2 separate regions of the Sus scrofa genome follow, and region 1 is linked to region 2. A link is a contact called in public HiChIP or PLAC-seq data. All regions are on one chromosome and are shown on one strand. Each heading gives the region's core, a stretch centred on a gene start, on an enhancer-like site or on the middle of the called end of the contact. The rest is flanking DNA. Distances are from core to core; before and after follow the strand shown. Region 1 holds the start of PRKCI (protein kinase C iota type). Region 2 holds the start of MYNN (myoneurin).

Region 1 (6,711 bases), core at 577-3,076, 480 kb before region 2:
CGCAACCTCATGGTTCCTAGTCGGATTCCTTAACCACTGCGCCACGACGAGAACTCCCATATCTATTGTTTTAAAATCAGGACCTCCTTGATCGATTTAAGCAAAAACTCTGTTACTGTCCAAAATAACTCCTCTAAACTACTCCTGAACACCATCAAGCTAATGAACAGAGAGGGGTCAGAGGCTTCAAGGTAGCAAACTAGTACATCCTTACATCAAATCAGTAAGACATTTAGGGGCTAATATTTCCTTTGAAATCAAAACAAGACAGACATTTTGGAAGTTTGCTATCTTCACTGATCCTCTCAGGAATGTAAAAGTATGCATTGCAGTTTCAAACCTCCTAATGCTTGAGTTTTTTAAAGTAATTTACTTCTGCTTGGACAAGCAGTAAGACAAGCCAAAGTGGTTTTTTGTTAACCCTTAGTTTCAAACTCTTATGCTCACACTAACATTTCACCTTTCTAAGGCACCCGAATATAATTATCTCAAAGAAATTTCAAACCACAACTACATAAAGGGAAGGGGACACTTTAGGTCACTGATTACGGAATATGATTTAATGCAACGATTTTAGGACTGGATTATTTCTGGGAACCACAGTAATTATAACTTAGGTAATAATAAGAGTAAACATCACAGATTTAAAAACTGTGCCTAGGCTGGTCCTCTTCTCACAGTATTTCACCGTATCGGACAGTTTTTGAAGCAACACTAACAAAGAAGTCTTCACAAATTTAAATTTACACATGTACATACAACCTAATCTTGGCAAGACAATAAATACCTAATGCATATCCCTGAAAACTCATCGAGTTTACTCAAACAATAGCTCCTATGTCTAACATACTGGCAGCCTAACCACAGTCCAGACACACTTCACGAACTCTTCTCTAAGATAGACAAACCTGACTTGGAGAACCAGAGGCTTTAGGCCTGCTGGTAGTCAAAAGGGTCAGCAAACGGAAGCAGTCCTGTCTTTTAAACCCAAAGTAAATTTAGTTAACTAAGGCATCACTCAGAACCAACTCTCAACCCCCCATACATCCAGACTTAAAGATGTAAAGATCTCGTAAATCTCTTGGAAGGCGAGTTTCTCGAACCCACTAGGTGGACCTAATCTACTTCAAGGCTCCTCCCTCGGATCCTACTCAGGACCCTCAGCCGCGTGATCCCGGGCGCCCGACACCACACCTTGGGGGTGCCCCAAGCCAGAGCCCCATGCTCCTCCCCGGACCACTTGGTCACCCATCTGGAGTCCCTAGAGTCGCCCGCTAAGACCAACCCTCCCACCAGATCTCCAGCCCCTTACCCGCCCCTCCTCCGGGCCAAGTCGAGCTGACCTTTCCCCTCCCCTCCCACTCTAACCCATACCCCAGGACACTCACCCGCGGTAGTAGGCTTTCACCCGAACCTGGTGAGAATGGTCCCCGCTGCCGCCGCCTGCGATCGGGTGAGACATGGTACTGCTGTCTCTCTGGGTCGGCATCTCCTTACTCCCCCGCCTCAACGCCAGAGGCCGAGGGTGCGGGGGGCGCGCCCGGCACCGTAGGGGACTCCGCAGCCCGAGCCTTCCCCGGAGCCGCAGCTGCCCGCTCGCCTACCTGTCCACCCCGCCCGCGGCGCGGACCCAAGGGTCGCCTCGCTGGGGCAGCCGGAACCGCGCGGCTCCTCCCACCGCCCGCGGCCGCCACTGACTCTACTGCCGCCCAGGCCCAGCACGCCTCCCGCCTCCGCCCCTCCCACCTCGCTTGCTCCAAAGGCCCACATTCCGGGGGAGAGCGGGTGTAACCATCCTATTCCAACTCAAGGAGCCTCAATGCCCGGCTGACCCATTTTTACGGGGACGGAAAGGGGAGAAAGGATGGAGGATGCTAAATATCACATCAAGTTCTTCAGCAGGGGGCCTTTCGTGGAAGCTGTGATTGAGAGAATGTCAAGACTTAAGTAACTACAATTCTGTAAAAAGCCCTTCCCCGCAAGGAAAATGGTAGGAGACAAATGCTGCGGCATCTCACCCCTGTTTCATCACTTGGTCGCGTCCGAGGTCAGCCGACTTGGGACTCGTAAGGTAATTGTCCTGCGGGTTTCTGGGATTTGGAGTCCCCATGGGATTCTGGGACTTGAGGTTCCTTACATGTAGAGGGCCCCGCCTTCTCGCTGACAGTCTGTCTGTCTTCAGCTTGTGTCCCTGGGACCCTCGTCGTGGAAATCCTGAATGCAGCTTGGGCATCTGAGGGCATTGGAAATGACTGGGCTTCATCACCATCTAGACCTTGTTCCCTGGTGAATGCTCCCTTCCAATTGCATAAATCATTTCAATTATCCAGTGCCCTTTTCGGAAAGAAGAATTTGATTACCTGATCAGCATAGACTCTTTCTTGCAAAGAATTTAATATATTTAACAAATGTAATAATGAATGCAATAAAGAAGGAAACTAAAATATAAGTATAATGGGAGTTCCCATCATGGCTCAGCAGTAATGAACACAACTAATATCCATGAGGATTTGGGTTCAACCCCTGGTCCTGCTCAGTGGGTGAAGGATCCAGGGTGTCCCCTGTGCTGTGGTATTGGTCACAGACGCTGCTGGGATCTGGCTTTGCTGTGGCTGTGGTGTAGGCCAGCAGCTGCAGCTCTGATTCCACCCCTAGCCTGGGACCTTCCATATGCCAAAAATAAGGCCCCCCCAAACCAAAGTGTATACACACACATATGTATATATATATGTGTATATATATATGATGGAAAACTGTCTTCTTGTTTTGCTGCCCCCCAAATGCCCTTGTGCATTGCCATTTACTAGGAACAGATGCACAATGAATACTTAGCCAATCAATCCAGTTAGCTATCTATCCATCAGCATTTTTTCTAACATCAACTATCTTCCATAGTGGCTATACCAATTTATTCCCATCCTAATTTCTTTTTTTTTATTATTTGTTGCTAGTGTATAGAAATACAATGATTTTGCATACATCTTCAATCCTACAAGCTTGCTGAACTCATTTATTAATTCTAACAGTGTTTTGGGTGGATTCCTTAGAATTCCCTATGTACAAGATTACATCATTTTCAAATACAGATTAATTTACAACTTCCTTTTCAATCTGCATGATTTCTTTCTTTTTCTTGCCTGATTGAATTAGCTAGAACCTCTAGTACTGTGTTGAATAAAGAGGCTATGTTAACATCCTTGTATTATTCTCAGTCTTATGTGGATATTTCAGTCTTTCACCATTAACTGTGATAATTGCTCTAGATTTTTTTGCAGATGCCCTTTATCAGGTTGAGGAAGTTCCGTTCTATTCCTAGTTTGTTGCCTGTTTTTATTACGAAGTATTTTGAGGTTTTTTTCAGTGATTTTTCTTTGTCTATGGAGATTATCATGTGATTTTGTGTTTTGTTCTATTAATGTGTTATGTGACATTAATTAATTTTTAGATGTAAGCCAACCTTGCACTCCTGGGGGAAATTCCTATGACATATAATCCTTTTTAATATGTTGCTAGATTCAATTTGCTAATATTTTGTTGAGGAATTTTGAATCTATACTCTCGAGCATAGTTTCCTTTAGTTCTTTAAACATATTTATAATAGCTGCTTTGAAGTGTGCGAACTCCAATGCATGTGTTCTCTTGCACAGTTTCTGTGTGTATGGGTCCTGTTGCCTGTTTCTTTGTATGCCTCATAATATTTTTTTGTTGCAAACTCTACATTTCCATTGTAGCAATTCTAAAGACTGATCTCACTTGGCTCCAGGGCTGGTGGTTGTTATTGTTTGCTTATTTATTTGTGAGTTGGCCAGAATAGATGAAGTCTATTTCCCCATTATGCAGTCTATAATGTCTCTCCTCAGAGGGTACAGCTTTGGCATGCACGTTATCACCCTGACTCCTTGTCCCTTCTCTGGGGAGTGATAGTGGGTTTTAATCAGGTTCTCTTTGACTGCCTCTTTCCCTCATCTCCCCATCAAGCTGGTTTGCCTAAATGGATATAGCTCCCAGCTGTAAGCCTCCACAGATTGACATCTGATTGCTCCTGTGTTTTTGACAATGCCGTGGGGCATAAAACTGTTCCATAGTCTGATTCAGTGGTCAATTTTTGTTTATAACTTTCACAGTTATGATTGTTTCATTGGGGAGAGTATACAAGGAGCTCCTTATGTTTCCATTCTGGAAGTGCTCTGACACTAATTTTTAAAGTCAATGTGATGCAATTAAAACAGATAAAGGGCGCAAACAGTTAAGCATATGGGATGATCAGGGTACAGATTATTTTTAGTAACAAAATACTGGAACCTATTGAGCCATCTCTATTTTTTTAAGGTAGATGTACATTTTATTATTTATTTATTTATTTATGGCTGTGCCCACGGCATGCAGATGTTCCCAGGCCAGGGACTGAACTCACGCCACAGCTACAGCCAGAGCCACAGCAGTGACAGGTTCTTAACTAGAGGAGCCATAAGGAAACTCCAAGCCATCTCTCTGGCGTTGCCATGAGTTGTGGTGTAGGTTGCAGACGAGGCTCCGATCTGGCATTGCTGTAGCTGTGGTGTAGGCCGGCAGCTATAGCTCTGATTAGACCCCTAGCCTGGGAACCTCTATATGCCTCGGGTGTGACCCTATAAAGACAAAAGCCAAAAAAAAAGGAACTTGGCATCACATTAGTCATATCTTTAGGAAAATTTTGCTTCCTTTTTACTGATTGAGCTGCTCTAATTAGGAAATGTCTAATCATGTAGTCCCCGTCATGGCTCAGCCGTTAATGAGCCCGACTAGTATCCATGAGGACGTAGGTTCGATCCCTGGCCTCCCTCAGTGGCTTAAGGATCCAGCATTGCCGTGAGCTATGGTGTAGGTCACAGACATGGTTCAGGTCCTGTGTTGCTGTGGTTGTGGTGTAGGCTGGCAGCTACAGCTCCAGTTGGACCTCTAGCCTGGGAACTCCATATGCTGCGGGTGCAGCTCTGAAAATACAAAAAGAAAAAAAAAAAGGAAATGTCTAATCAGAATAGGTACATTTTTATATTAAATCTTTTTTTTTTTTTTTTTTTTTTTTTTTGCTTTTTAGGGCCGCACCCGTGGCATATGGAGGTTACCAGACTAGGGGTCCAATGCGGAGCTATATCTGCTGGCCTACACCACAGCAATGCTAGATCTGAGCTGTGTCTGCTACCTACACCACAGCTCACAGCAATGCCGGATCCTTAACCCACTGAGCAAGGCCATGGATCGAACCCGAAACCTCATGGTTCCTAGTTGGATTTGTTTCTGCTGGGCCACAACGGGAACTCCTTTGTATTCAATCTTTTTTTTTTTTTTTCTTTGTATACAATCTTAATTAGCCTCACCAGTGTGTTCTGCAGCCAGGATCATAAGAAAATTTGTTTGCTGTGTTCTTTATGTCATCTAGTAAACCCTGTTGCTAGATCTTTGGTCCCTGTTTCTCTCTCTCTTTTTTTGGCCATGCCTATGGCATGCAGAAAGTCCTGGGTGAGGGTTCAAACCCACACCAGAGTAGTGACCAGAGCCACAGATGGCTATTTCTCAACTGAGAATCATATAATACAAAATGGGAAGCCAATGCATTTGAACAAGTCTGCCAGAGTGTATTTTCTTTCTGTTGTACTTAAAATGGTGCTTACTAGTTCCTTCAACTTGGGTAAGCCTGCCTCCCTTAAACTACTACTTTTCAGTGATTTTACTAAGGATGTGATGATGTCATTAAAAGAGGAAAAAAGTATTTAAGCTGCTAGTCCTGTTCATTTGGATGGAATTTTCGACCTGTGAAAATAAATATTGGGCACTAGACTGAATTACACGTAATTTTGGCTCATTGCAATGATGTTAATAGGAAAAAAGATTAATGCTGAAATCCAGGAGTTCCCCAGTGGCTCAGCAGGTTAAGGCTCCAGCATCATCATTGCTGTGGCTCTGGTCGCTGTTGTGGCACAGGTTCAGGAAACTTCTGCATGCCACAAGTGCAGCCAAAAATACATAAAGTTTAAATATACCAATTTAAGGTATTTAAAATACTTTTGGCCAACATTCTCACATTTTGTCATTACCTAGTGCTTGTCCCAACATGGAGCAAAGAAATAACCTGCTTGGAGAATAGCGAATGAGATAATAAACAGTAGACACAGGTCCTGTATGATCATGTCCTAATAGTATCACATTAATTATTTAACTTAACCCTCAAGAGCAGAAGTTATGACCCAGACTCTTGATTGGAGTCCTAACAGCTGTGCTTAGTGAGGGAGTTTAGTTTTCATTCTGTTAATTAACTTTACTGAGTTAGCGTAATAGCAAACAATACACCCATGATTCCCTCACCCTCTTCTTTCTCATATGCCCTCTCACTGCCCCCACTGACATCACCAGGTTTATCTGGGTACTCCCTTCACTCCAGCAACAAAACATACTTCCATTGCAGTTCCCTTCACTCCCACACTGCAGATAATGACATATAGCAGATTGAGCCTTAATTGTTTTGCCTTTGAAATAAAATGTCTTCATGTTGAATCTAAAATAATTTAAAAATTGATGTCAGATATACCCTGATGATCACAGATCACAGAAAAGGAAGCTCATTCATTGATCCAATGACAAATATTCCTGTCTTGGTATGTACAGTACCTTCTGCTTAGTCTGAAATCCCCTCCCTATCTCAGGCCCTATGATTCCTGGCTGACTTCCTCTCTC
Region 2 (6,054 bases), core at 2,647-5,146:
ACAAACTGTTCAGTAGTGAAACAGTGATTCATACAAATTATTTATCTATTTCATAGATAGCGTATAATCTCAGTCACAGTGAAGAGATTCAGTAAGCACTTACGTCCATAATTGATCTCCTTTTTACGAGCACTAAGTTACAGTGCTTGCACACTTGCTTTCACTTTTTGAACAGTCACTGAAAGTCATTTAATTATATATTGCCAGGCTTATGGCTAAATGCTTTGTATAAGTAGTTCATGTTATCCTCAGGACATGACCATGAAATCTATATAATCCCCACTTTACATATAAATGAAGTTTCAGTGGGCCCAAGAAATTAAGTAACTTGTCCAAGATCAGACAGTGTTAGAACTAAGATTTGATCAAGGTGATTTGGCTCCTGAGTCCACTAAATTCTCTACTATTCTTTTTTCTTATTCACTAAGTTATACAGACTTTCTATTTTTGGTATACATCTTCTCTTACATTTGCAGCTGGGCTCAAACAATTAGCTCCCCAGCATCCCAAGAAAGACATGTTATCAAAAAAGACTAAGCAAAACATCTGGCTCTTCTTCACATTGGTTCTTTGCATGAAAGTTCAAATAATTCAAGATTTTTCTGGCAAAGTTAACTGAGAAAGGGAAACCACTAAATTGAAGACCAACCAAAATTTACAGATTTTGTGATTTTTTATTACTTATTCTAAATTTTTAGATAAGAGGTATTTGTATAGCCAAATATTCAATAAACTTAAATAACATCATGTGACATTAATCTACGATGTTGCTTTGTTTCTTTAACTTATGCAGAACTGACTCCAAAATTTCATTACACTAAAATTTAAAAGTAATTCCAAACAGCATGAATATTTCCTTTTCAGGAGGATTTCAGAACAGCCTGAATCCAGTTTTTTAAAGAAACATATTTCCGAGATAAGCTGCAATGTTAAGAGAGAGAGAAGGGTTTTCCTTAATATGTACATGTATATATCTGGAAAAGAATGAAAGAATATCAATGTGTTCAGAGTGGTTAACACTCAGTGGGTAGCAGAATTTTGGGTGTCCCTTTTTTTGTTTTTTCCCCTCACTTTTCTCTAAGAAATGTGGAATTAAAGAGCTTGAAGAGTAGGACAGAGAAGAGGAAAGAAAGGATGGAAACTAAGAAACAGTAGTTTAAGGCCTTAAAGGAGGTAGGCCTTTAAGTAAACCCTAAATCTTCACAGTAACAATCAATGTAGTTATTACCATCTCATTTTTACAGATGCTGAAACCAAGGCTTAGAGAGGCTGCAATTAGATTGCTCAGAGATAGCAACTGAAAGGCAAGCTCTAATTCTAAAGCACATAATCTTTCGATGTCAAGATGATGATCTACTCAAGTTTACACTTGCATAAAAGCTGGAGAAAAGACAAGAGTAATTTGGTTTCTCTTTCCTTTTATCCCCACCACCTTTCCCCCAATAAGCAGTAAATGTATTGATATTAATCTCATTATATAGTCCATCATGCATGTAAGACACAAAGTGCCTGCATTATCCAATTCCTCAGAATCTACTTCTTGTCAGTGCAACAACTGTTTTAAGCATCTTAGCTAAGCATTCTAGCCTCTTGGACCTGACTTAAACATTAGTACTGATAGCTGTACAGAAATAACAAGAGTCATTGCCATTAACATGCCAATGGAATTATTTTCCTGAATCAAGATCAGGAAGAAGTCCTGCATGTTGCTATTTATGGCTGGAAATGGGAGCACTATTAAATAAACGGAGGATCTCTTTTCCACTTACACCTTCTCACCCCAAAGACCTTAAGACGAAGGGGACAGAGAGTGAGAGAGAAGACCAGAGAATCATAAAGATAAAAAGCTAGGGGAAATTGGAATTAATATTTATCATATTTTAAGTTTACATAACTGAAATCACAAGCTTTATTTCAGCAGATAAATCAAATGTGTCAGAAACAATGCGTTAACTACATTAACATCTGTATTTTTTTGTGCTTACAAAACATAGTCTGTTTATCCCAAATCAGTGACACTGATTCATTAAAAACAACACTGTACATATCAATATTTGAAGAGTTCAATGACTGTATGGAAAAAATACCAAAATGGTTTAGCTCTAAAGACTATTGACCAGCTTTTATAAGTGGAAATAAAATGTGTACTTTACCTGTCAAGATTTAAAGTTCCTGTGTATATAAACTCCAACAGTTTCTGAAATCCATCAGCCTTCACCTGACTCTGATCAAGAAAGACATTGTTCTCAGAAGTGCTTCTGTAGATCGCACCAAAATACTCACTAAAGGAGGCAAGCACATTCCTATGAGCTTTAAACTGGAATTCCCCAATCACTATGGTGCAGTCACAAAGAAAACCAGCTTCCCGTTGTTTGTTCAGTCTCTCTAAAAGGTGCTCACAGTGGTGCGAATACTGCATTTTGATATCACAAACGAATTTTACCCTTGTTCTAAAAAACAAAAATAAATAGTAAATTAGTAAACCTAAGCTGTCATCAAACTTTTCACGCAACAAGAATAAAGTCTGTTCTCATTTTACGTCCCCAGAAAATTCACAGATATGGTTAAAAAATGCCGAAGGGACAAATGCCTTCCTAGCTTTTATTTCATCTTGGTCAACTAACACAATCCTTTGGACGCGGTAATAAATGGCGACGCGAGAAAATATTTCCACAAAGCGGGGAAAAAAAGGAAAAAAAAAAGCACTGCAAAATTCCACGCTTTTGGATCAGCTGAACTTTCACTTTCAAGCTCAGTAGGCAAACATATATTTGGGAGAAAAAATCAACCACTAAAAGAATGATCGTTGGGGCAAACTGAGTAAGGACACGGTACGAGGTCTTGAAAACTGCTCCCCAATGAAACCTGTTACATAGTGGCTTCAAAACGCTAGACGGGTGCCGAGGGGGCAGGGCCAAGAGTTGTCAAAGGTTAGGTCACTCACCCCGAGGAAGCCACACCCCTTCCTTCCCCACTCGAGGTGGTATCATAGGGTGACAACCAAAGCCGATCTCTCCTGGTTTCTGCCTCCCTGCCCTTCGCCCAGCTCCCACTCCCGCGAATTCCCACAGCAGAGGTTGTGGCCAAGGCCAACACCAGGACTGCCTCGCCCGAGCTTTCAACGTTAACACTTGGCTCCGACAACAGCTCGCGCTCCAAGGAACCTGCCCTCTAGTGACCCAGGATCTGGAGGGAGCTGGGATGGCGGGCTGGGGGCAAAGACAGAACTCACCTATAGCAACCCAAGGGGAAACACTGTTTCTTCACTCTCACTCCGCCATATTGGAAGGACGTCACTGGGCTACGCTCCGCCTCTCCCTTCCTACTCCAAGGCGACGTCACATCCGGCTCTGGGAGATCCGTGGCAACAGCGTAGGCTCTTAGGACCGTGGAGATCTAACACCCGCCTGGAAGAGGCTGGCGCACAGAGAACCCCCTCCCTAGCGGGCCAGGAGACCCGGAAACTGGAGAGTCATAGATACGAGATCTAAGGGGACGCTCACAGCGCCCCGCCTCTCTTCCTCATTCTGAGCATTCTGGTTGGCTGACCGTCAGCATCTCGCGCACGACTCGTGTTGCCGGCCAAGGCTGCTTTCCGCTGCACAGCGCGCCTCTTTCCGGGAGCCAAATTGTGCATTGCATGCTGGGGCTTGTAGTTAGTTGCTCGACTTCTCCCATCAGCCTCACCTTTCTTGAGGCCCCACCGGTGGGAACAGCTGCTTTATATACTTGGGCTCTCGACCATGGGAATTTTTGAGCTGAGACTGATCACTCCTTTTTAGTTTACCTACCCAAAAGCTCTTGTTTGCATCAGCCAACCGGAATCCAGTTTGCAGGATACCCTTACCTGGTGTTGGAAGCCTGGGATGCACGAAAGCGGTGCAAAGCAGTAGGGCATACTGGGCATGCGCGTGGGGAAAGGTGGGCTTTATACCGGAAAATGTTCTGCGTCTGGACTAGAAAAACTTTAATACAATGATTTACGTTGTATTCAGATTTTGTACAGTGAGGGAAAGGGGTGCCGCTTATCTGCATAAAATGAAAAGACAGAAACAGTAAGATAAGTCATGCTGATATGTTAGGGTGAATTATACCACGCTTGGACATTATAAATCTAAGAAAACCAAAACTTCAACATTTTTTTCTTGTTAAAAGTTATATGAGGATCGTAGGAAGTTTACTCGCGACTTTATTTTTCAGGACAGTGTCAACTTGAGTTTCTTTTCTTCTCTCCTGAGATTTTTTTAAAAAAACAGATTCCGTTTGGTCTCTAAGTTTTCCTCAGTATGAATCATATTTTTGAATAAAACCACAACCGTTAGGAAAAAAAGAGGCTGGTTCTTTCTTGATTTTATGTTTATAAGTATAATTTTCTTTCTGATTGCACTTTTAGTTTTGTCAGAATCCTTTTTGGTAATTAATTCACTCAGATATTTATGAGCCTCTGCTATGTGTTGAACAGATATTGAGTATTTAGAAGTATAAAACATGGTCTCGGGTTTAGATAAATCTGTAATCTCAAGTGGAAAACCAAATGACTTGTAATACAGAGTCCTCAAGGGCTCCAGGGCTCCAGTTTTTGTGCTGTGTTTGATTACCTTGTTGTGGAAACTGGACCTCTCTGTCCACCAGTGCTGAATAGAAACAGGGAGACAAGAGTTTTGGGTGAAGGAGAAAAGTAACAGCTTTATTGCTTTGCCAGGCAAAGGAGGGCTATAGCAGACTAATGCCCTAAAGACTGTGCCCCCCTTTGGGAGAGAATAGGAAGTGGTTTTATAATTTGGAAGTAGAAAAATAGGGCCACAGATAAGGATCAGGGAAAATGCTGGCTTGCATTGTTTTTCAAAGTTGGTGTTTTTGTGACCCCAGGACTGGTTCTAGTGGTCCTTCTTTCCAGAATGAACAATCCTTCATCAGGTAGTTAACATCTTCCATTTGCTAGGGTCTTTTAGTTCTTTATCACATACACTGATAGTTAAGTCCACAAAACAAAGGATGGCACAAATCAACCGGGAATGCAGCCACCTCGGAGGCTGAACCTCGGAGCCCTGTGGGAACTCAGGAAGGAAACAAAGAATACCTGCCATCTAGCAACCACTCCCGAGAGCGAGCCCCCCCACCCTGCCCTCCTTGAAACTCAGGCTGTGAAAACACAGAACACTGGTGGAGATGCACATCAAAGGATGATTTCAGTGAGCCTAGACATTTGCATTCTTTCATAGAAAAGCGCTAAATTTCCCAACTTTAGATATCTGGTTTTCTGTAATCTTTCCTTCCTACTACCTGCCCTTTGGCACTCAAGGGAGGTCAAGGAGGCTGAATGAGGCCTATTTCCTAAAAAGAAATGGGGACAGAGAAAGGCTTTTGTGCCCAGGAGCCCCAAAGGGCCCTGCCCGGTAATGTTACCAGGCTGTACATTACATTATTTTTTCAGTATTAGGTTGTGAGATGTATTTAAATAAAACAAGCAATTTGAAATTTCCAAGATACTGCAAGTTTCTATCAAGATTATGTTTTACTGCAAGTTTCTATCAAGATTATGTTTTTGAAGAACATAATTTCATAAAACAAAGAGGGAGGAAAAGAAACAAAGGCACTGTTTCCGCCCGGTTTCGAACCGGGGACCTTTCGCGTGTTAGGCGAACGTGATAACCACTACACTACGGAAACCTTCCTAGTAACAAGCTCTCTGAAGTTTGTTGATATCGCTATTGTAACATGCAGCTTGAGCACTTCAAAGTAGATAAAGGAATTTTAAACAGATCAACAAAACAAACGAACAAAAAAAGGAAAATAAGCATAGATCCAATTAAATAGTACCACTATTTCAAAAGTTAGAATTTGCATATGCTTTTTTCAAAGGTAGTTAGAAACCCGGCACGCGTTATGTGCCTTTCTTTTGGGTTTAATTCCCTCCACGGAAAAGAAGTGTTGTATTAGTTTCTTTTCTCCTCGTTTAGCTGCTGAGAGTCCCGGATGAGTTTTAGGGCTTTGGCCGGCTAAGAAGGACCCGCAGCACGCGAACTCGCGCACCAACCTCCTTAGCAGTCATTT

What was found. HiChIP or PLAC-seq counts read pairs in DNA pulled down with a chosen protein or histone mark.
Region 1: an H3K27ac HiChIP or PLAC-seq map of alveolar macrophages shows a contact between it and region 2. The contact joins the promoter of PRKCI here to the promoter of MYNN in region 2. A contact is called at or near these places in 1 of 5 promoter capture datasets (liver), 3 of 47 Hi-C or Micro-C datasets (heart right ventricle, liver and skeletal muscle) and 2 of 2 datasets of contacts at active chromatin or transcription factors (alveolar macrophages and skeletal muscle).

Annotation. Positions count from the first base shown.
Region 1 is chr13:108,908,133-108,914,843 of Sscrofa11.1, reverse strand. It overlaps PRKCI (protein kinase C iota type), which reads right to left and starts at 1,826. Exons shown (of 18, transcript XM_021069795.1): 1 at 1,389-1,826. The coding sequence starts at 1,489.
Region 2 is chr13:108,433,036-108,439,089 of Sscrofa11.1, reverse strand. MYNN (myoneurin) reads right to left here and starts at 3,896. Exons shown (of 7, transcript XM_005669990.3): 1 at 3,233-3,896; 2 at 2,154-2,450. The coding sequence starts at 2,419. It overlaps ACTRT3 (actin-related protein T3), which reads left to right and starts at 4,724. Exons shown (of 2, transcript XM_003358668.4): 1 at 4,724-6,054. TRNAV-AAC (a tRNA gene) reads right to left here and starts at 5,670; the gene lies at 5,598-5,670.